Regions from separate parts of the Capsicum annuum genome. Here region 2 is linked to region 1. The links are chromatin contacts, called in public Hi-C maps. All regions are on one chromosome and are shown on one strand. The core of a region is the stretch at or near the end of the contact, and the rest is flanking DNA. Distances in the headings are between cores, read along the strand shown. Region 1 holds the start of LOC107870504. Region 2 overlaps LOC107872365 (GDSL esterase/lipase At5g37690).

Evidence for each region. A called contact is a pair of places that touch in the nucleus more often than the background predicts.
Region 2: a Hi-C map of leaf shows a contact between it and region 1, with 3 times the contacts expected there. The contact joins the enhancer-like site here to the promoter of LOC107870504 in region 1. A contact is called at or near these places in 3 of 5 Hi-C or Micro-C datasets (bud, leaf and placenta).

What each region holds. Positions count from the first base shown.
Region 1 is chr12:3,996,706-4,000,828 of UCD10Xv1.1, forward strand. It overlaps LOC107870504, which reads right to left and starts at 1,539. Exons shown (of 10, transcript XM_016717059.2): 1 at 1,368-1,539; 2 at 1,076-1,224. The coding sequence starts at 1,218.
Region 2 is chr12:4,069,021-4,072,833 of UCD10Xv1.1, forward strand. It overlaps LOC107872365 (GDSL esterase/lipase At5g37690), which reads right to left. Exons shown (of 5, transcript XM_016719105.2): 3 at 3,119-3,245; 4 at 2,614-2,726; 5 at 95-537. The coding sequence ends at 241. Among protein-coding and RNA genes, the nearest start is that of LOC107872365, 3.8 kb to the right of the region's middle. Within about 2 kb of position 1,826, at least 5 of the 5 cell types and tissues checked have an H3K27ac peak or open chromatin away from gene starts, as enhancers often do. A contact at or near this core is called in bud and leaf, where this site is marked.

The sequences.
Region 1 (4,123 bases), core at 289-2,788:
AGCAAATTCAAAACTTATTGCAACAACAATAACGCCAATGAAATTCCACAAGTAACATCTAGGAATTGTATGCACACCTTACCAATACCTCGTGGAGGTCAAGAGGCAAATTCAAAATTCAATACAACAACAACAACACCAGTGAAATCCCACAAGTAAAGTCTAGGGATGGTAGAGTGTACGCACACCTTACCACTACCTTGTGGAGGTAGTGGTAAGGTCTGTATACATGCTACATGTGAGATTTCACTTGGTATGTTACTGTTGTTGTTGTTTTGAATTTTGAATTTGCCTCTCGACCTCCACGAGGTAGTGGTAAGGTCTGTGTACACTTTACTGGATATTACGTGTGAGATTTCACTGGGTATGTTATTGTTGTTGTTGTATTGAATTTTGAATTTGCCTTTCGATCTGCACGAGGTAGTGATAAGGTCTGTGTACACTCTACTAGACGTTACGTGTGGGAATCCACTAGCGTTGTTGTTGTTGTGTTGAATTTTGAATTTGCTTCTTTACTTCACAAGATAGTGGTAAGGTGTGTGTACAATCTACCATCCCCAGACGTTACTTGTGGGGTTTTACTGGATATGTTGTTGTTGTATTGAGTTTTTAGTTTTGAATTTGCGTCTTGACCTCCACAAGGTATGTCTTACCACTACCTCGTGGAGGTCGAGAGGCAAATTCAAAATTCAAAACAATAACAACCACATACCCAGTGTAACGTCTAATAAAGTGTACGCAAACCTTACCACTAACTCGTCGAATTTGAGAGGCAAAATTCAATACAACAACAACAACAGTAAAATTCCACAAGTAACATCTAGGAATGGTAGATTGTACACACACCTTACCACTACCTAGCGAATCGTAAAGAAGCAAATTCAAAATTCAATACAACAACAACAACAACGCCAGTAAAATTCCACAAGTTGCTGGCTCGGACACCACGGTTATAAAAAAAAAAAATCCACAAGTTACGTCCAGGAATGGTAGATTGTACGCACGCCTTACCACTACCTCGCGAACGTAAAGAAGCAAATTCAAAATTCAACACATAAAAAAAAAAAAAACTCACTTCAACACCTGGTTAATTCCACTTCCACGCTTGCTATTCGCTTTCGTAAATCGTCGACCCACCAGCATTTCGTCAACCTCATCCATCTCCTTCTCCGCCTTCGCAAATGCAGCATTCATTTCTTTGTTAACATCCATAACCATTTCTTTCTACAAAAATCAAACAAAAAAATCGCTTTTTCTAGGGTTTGAATAAACACAAAAGATGAATTTTGAATTGTATGTATATAGAATCAAATGCACATAAAAAATGTGAAGAGTGAGAGTAAGAAGAAGAAGAAGAAGAATTGTACCTTTTTGAATACTGTTTTTTTTTTTTGTGAGAAAATTTTTGGTTCTAAGATAACTAACTATAAAGGTGAGCAATATTGGATTTTGCAAAATCTCTCTATTTGGCGCGATTTTGGTAAGTACTCTTTTGGTTGGATTGGAATTTTTTGGGCTTTTTTATGGACCGATTGCTCAAATATGTAATTTGCTTTAATAATAATACTCTAATATATTGAGTAAAACGAGAAAAATGAAGGTAGAGATGTGGTCAAACAAATATATGAAGATCAATATTTTTAAATTAAAATTTGATCCAAAATTTGAAGTCATATGGATAGAAAAAAAAAAATTCTCCTAAAAATGGTATAAACTTTAAAAAAATAAATTAAGGCTGATTTTAAGAATATGATACAAAATATGTAGTCAAACAAATACATGAAGTTAAATTTTAAATTTGATGTCTTGTGGGTTGAATGAATTTTTTCCCAAAAATAGTATAAACTTGAAAAGATTTTAAGACAGCTCTTTAAAATACGATTCAAAATATATGGTCAAATAAATATAAGAAGGTGAACTTTTAAAAGTTGATACAGATTTGAAATATTGAGGGCGAAAATTAAATTTCTCCCAAAATTGGATTTAACATTGAAAATTTTTTGAAGATTGATTTTAAAATCTGATTTAAAATATATGGTCAAACAAATATATGAAGTTAGATTTTTTTTAATTTTGATCCAAAATTGAAGTTTTTCGGGTGAAAATTAAATCTCTTCTTAAAATGGCTCAAACTTGAAAAAAAAAATTGAAGATGGATTTTTAAGATTTGGTTCATAATATGTAGTCAAACAAATATATGAAGTTAATTTGAAGTTATCCAAAATTTAATGTCTTGCCGGTGAAAATTAATTTTTTTATATAAATGATTTAAACTTTGAAATTGTTTTAGCTACAAATTTAGAATTATATTTTCTCAAAATGAGTCACTGTGGTATATGATGATTATTTTATCTAAGAATTACATATATATATACACAAATTTAAGTTAAATAATTACAAAAAATCCCCAATTGGTAAAGTAATTACATAAATCCCATAATAATTACAAAAATCCCTTTATTGGGTATTTTCTTTCTCATCAACATTATGCATGTAACAACCGGTTTCATCCTTCCGTCTTTTACTCCCTTATGCTCCCATTAACAAGCCGTTATTTACTCCATTTTTGAAACCCCTTTTTTTACGGCATACTTGAAGTAAAATCTACTTGTGGTTATCAAATTGTAAGTTATTCAACAGTTAATTGTTTTTAATATTGTACTTCCTTCAAGCTGGGGAAGGCTAGTTCAAGAACTAGAAAGATCTCACTTCTGTTTACTCAGACGCCTCTTTCTTATCGAAGACTCTGGCAGCTGGAACTCCATCGGCAGCGACTCTTACCACTGCAACCTAGGCACTCAGGCCTTGGAGCTGATTTGTCAGTCCACCGTTACCACAAACCTCTACTTTGAAGTGAAGCGACTTCGTTCATTCCCGAGTCCATAATTGCCATAGGATGAAACCCAGTAATGGCACATCAGCTTACCGATTCCTTAATAAGCATTCATTCCTGGACTTTACAAGTTACAAGTTATCCCCATATGGAGTCCACCCAAGGGAGAAATCCAATCCAATGGGTCACTGGGACTGGGCTTGACATCAAAGACAGAGAAAAGCGTATAAGCGCAAAAAAGGCAAATTGCCTGGGAAAATAATCCCAAGGGAAGCTTCTCGCTAGTGCTTTGCCCCACCACTGAACATTGCGTTGCTATGGTCAATAAACAGCCTTAAAGTGGTTCCGAATGACCTTGAGGAGGCCCCGGCGCAACACCTTTCTCGCTCGAAGGATCTATGAAAAGAACGTCCCACTACGAATTCCTATCCCATTAATATAGTACAGATAAATAATATATTCCAAGTCTGACTTTTAAAGCATACGCATTGAAAAAAACCTTTGGCTTTGGACTTTCTGCTTTGATAGATCTTTCCTCTCAAAATAGGTTTTTCAATTTTTTTGATTTTTTTTGTTCAACTTTTCCAAATCAAAGGTTTTTCGTTTTTTATTTTTTTTCATGTTCAAATTATAGTATTGTTCAAGCTTATTCAAGTTAAGTAGTTCGGCTTTTCGTTATTTTTCATATGGTACAAGTTAGATCTGAGATTTTCTTGTTTTTAGTTCGATTTTCAATACTGTTAACTTAAAATAGTGTTATTTGGTAATGGATAATCCTCCAAGTTTTAGTTTAGGAATTACTCAGTTAGATGCAATTGTACAAGATATTCCATTTGGATTTGTTCCTGCTACATTTGATGAACAGGATCCTGATTGGGCAGAGAATCGATCAAAGCACAGAAATGACCCCGTTACAATGAAGAAATTGACGTATAAGGCTGCTTCTAAATCGAAAAAATCTACTTCAAAAGTAAGTAAAAAGAAATTTGATGATTCCGGCCGACCACGTCTGCCGAAGGTATTTACTATGACTGTATGTTTAATTTGAGACATGTATAATATTACATCATACATTAGTGTTTCATCAAAGGAATGTATAATATAGTTGCTCTGAAACATTATTGTAAAGGTTATACATTCTAATAAAGCTGATATTATTTTTTGAAATGTATAAGTTAACTCATACATGTGTATTTTATGTTTATGTTTTGGTCTGTCATAATTTGTTAGATGTATACATAACCATCATATATGTAGTGTATATGTTGGACTGAAATTTTTTATAAATGT
Region 2 (3,813 bases), core at 576-3,075, 73 kb after region 1:
GAAAGTTTAGCTTCAAAATTAACAAATATAGGGAAACAGTTTCAAGATACATTTAATTTTTGGTGAAATTTTACCATAATATGTTAATAAATAATTCAGTGACTCGCAACAAATATTAAGACAATGTAATTAAACAACAATTTACAATAGAATCAAATAGCAATAGCAACCTTGATGACAATTCGAATGATCCTTTTTTTTTCACTATAACATGTCTCGTTATGTAACACATTGTATGTCTCATAATAGGTCCCGTTTGTCTACTTTTTTTTTACCCTCCAAGTCAATTTCTATGTTTTCTTGAAAAAAACTTCCGTGCTCGTGTTGGTGCTGGTGCTGGTGCAGGGCTTGACGTGGTTTGATGAAACAAAGTGGCGAAAATTCGATCTGCAAGCACAGCATTTGCTGCATCTGTTGGATGAAATGCATCCCAAAATACATATTCAGTTCGATTTGTGCACAACTTGGAGTTTGGCAAACACAACCCTCCAACACTTGTGTCCACATTGCAACATGATGTATTGGAAATTTTGAAACCTAAAGACAAAAATAGTAACAAAAAAATTCAATCTTTAAAAGTCCCAAGTAAAGAAAAATACCAAACTAATCGAGGCTAATTTAAGATTTGAATTTTATGAAATGGACTTTAGGATGATGGTCTCAGGATTTTGAAGTTTAGGTACCTATGTATGTGAACCTATGTATGTGAGGCATCATCGATTGGTCATGAAAGGTAAGAGACAGAAATCAACTACGTGTTGATCATCCTGTAAAATATAAGTTGTCTACGAAAACTATAGAGATAAGCATCCTATACATTTTCAAACTATGATCAAAGCTGCTACAACACATTCCAACTTCACAAGAGTATTATTACCTCGGAACTCAATTTTGACATATTTTTGTCATCCTTTTGTGCTGATGTAATACCTTTATTATATAAAATGGAACCCCCATTAAAGGTGTCATGTCAGCTGAAAAAGTTGACAAAAGGTGTCACGTCAGCTAAAAAGGCTAACAAAAATATATTAAAATTTAGTTGGGGGGTAATAGGATCCCTATAAATGAGGTGTGTCGTAGTAAATTTGGTCATAGTTCAGCTCATAGTAAATTTGGTCATAGTTCAGCTGACAAAAATATGTCAAAATTTAGTTCGAGGGTAATAGGATCCCCGTGAATGAGGTGTGTCGTAGCAAATTTGATCATAAATATGTCAAAATTTAGTTTGAGGGTAATAGGATTCTCGTGAATGAGGTGTGTCGTAGCAAATTTGGTCATAATTTAGAAGTATTAGATGCTTCACTCAAAAATATTTAAGAAGTTATTGAATTTTAGCTGATTGTTATGTTAATTGTAGCGTGCCCTACCTCTTGTTACTATTTTTTAGTATTTTACAAACAACAAATAATATATATATATATATATATATATATATTTAAGTTATGAGAAAATTGAACTTACCATAAGCTTTGGGGTTCTCAATCAAGTCTAGAACTAATGGATAAGTATCTGCAAATGTCATTTGTGCATATGGAAGATGCTTATTCAAATTGTCAACCAATTTCTTGACTTTTGAATTGAATTGTTGTACCCATAAATTGACTTGTTTCAAACATATTCCTCTTGTAGATTTCACCCTTTGTGATGGAATGCAACCTAGTGGTCCAAGTCCATGGAACACTATTTTTCTTGCTCCAAGTTGATGAAGCCTCTAATTTTATTTTTTTTTAAAAAAAAAATGTTGTGAGTCCAATAACAATGGTATACAGTAAGTCAGTACAGGAAAGAATGTTATAGACAGCTACTTCCTATCACATTCTATATTACTTGTACAACAATGGTATGCAGTAAGTCAGTACTGGAAAGACACGTGTTATAGACAGCTACTTACTATCACATTCTGCATTACTCGTACAACATTTGATTTCCGATATAAAATCTTGCATAACTAATGTATGTAGTATTTTGTTATCAGAGAAAGGTCATATATACCCGAACTATTGAAAATGGTATGTAAATGCACTCTGTTCTACTTTTGGGTTATTTGTGTACGCTTGTGGTCTAATTTTGGGTACATATATACCCTCAAACTACTGAAAATAGTGTATATATACCCTTTAGTTAGATGGCGTGCGCCACAGGTCCTTATCCGAAATAAATTAACTTATTTCACCTTAGCAATTTATCTTCGGACCTGCTGGGAAAATGTCTAATGGTCGGAATTGGAAGTGAGTTTCGCCCACGTGTCCTCATCCTAAAAAAATATGTTGTGGCCGCATTGGTTTTGGTTTGCCAAGAAATAGGCATGGGTGAAATTCGCTTCCAACTCCGGTCGTAGAACATTTCGTTGGTATGTCAGGAGATAAAATGCTAAGGAAAAATGGGTTAATTCCTTTCGAATGAGGACACGTGGCGTGCGCCGTCTAACTGAAGGGTATATATACATATCATTTTCAATAGTTCGGAGGTATATATGTACCTAAAATTAGACGACAGGGGTATAAATAATTTAAAAGTATAACAGAGGGTATTTACGAACCATTTTCAACAGTTCAGGGATAGATATGACCTTTTTTTCATTTCGCTATCAGAATTGAACTATGTATAACTTACTGTGAATTGTTCGCCTAAGGTTGATGCTAGAAGCTCTACGAATTCGTCATGTGTGTATTGTTGTCCGGCAGCTAAGAAGGGTTGCAAGAAGTTATTGACATAGTCATTGCTACCTAAAAAAAATTACAAAAATTTGGCATCAGAGCAACAGAGTTATATCGTTTTTTGGCAAATACATTACCAAGATAGGCAAATAAAAAGGGATTATTTAATTTGTTCGTAATTTTTTGTTTTTCTTAATTTCAAGTAGTATTCAAGATCCTCTGTTTTCGATCTAATAAATCACTATGATCGATCGATATAAACATCAACAACATCGAATTTTTCTTATTTCCCACTAAGTTATGCTAGTACTATGTCGTTATCTATGCTGAGTGGATTCTTTAAGAATGTCGTTAGATGCATGTTAAATTCTTCGAAAATGATAATTTTGGAGAATCTGATATGAATGCGCGTGACGGTATTTTTGAAAAGTCTGAGCAACGTAATAAAGAAGAAAACTTACCCATTCCAATAAAGTAGACAGCTTCATTAACATGTTTTTCTGCATCTTCTTGTCCAATTTTAGCCTTGATTGCTTCTTTTGTCTTCTCAAAACTATTTATTTGATCATCAAATGTCATTCTCTGAATCTGTAATTTTGTGCACATAACATATTCTGAATCAGTTGCAAGTTAAATTAATTTGAGAATTTAGAATTAATACATAAACATGTCCGTTAGCTTGACTTCAGTCAGAGACGGAGCCAGGATTTCAATTCAGGGTTATATTTGAAGAAAATTTAGTCGAAGGAGGTTCAACACCTACTATAGATACATAAAATATAATTTTAATAATGTATAAATGATATATTTTTTCCTCGAAGAGGGTTCGGATGAATCTCTTGCCAAAAGGTTCTGGCTCCACCCCTAACCTCAGTTGGCATCTACGCCCTCCAACTTTGGGTGTACACAAATAGACACATAAACTCACGTGTCTCATGTGGCATCTACATGGCAATTTTACATAAATGGCTCTATAGGATGGGAGTTCGTATTGTTCAACTTCACATAGATTTAACTGTCTACTTATGCACACAGATACGGAGTCAAGATTTCTGCTGAGGAGATTCAATATCTGAAGAAAAACTCACCGAAGGGGGTTCAACATCTACAATATATATATAAAAATCATTTTAACCATGTATTAATAATATAATTT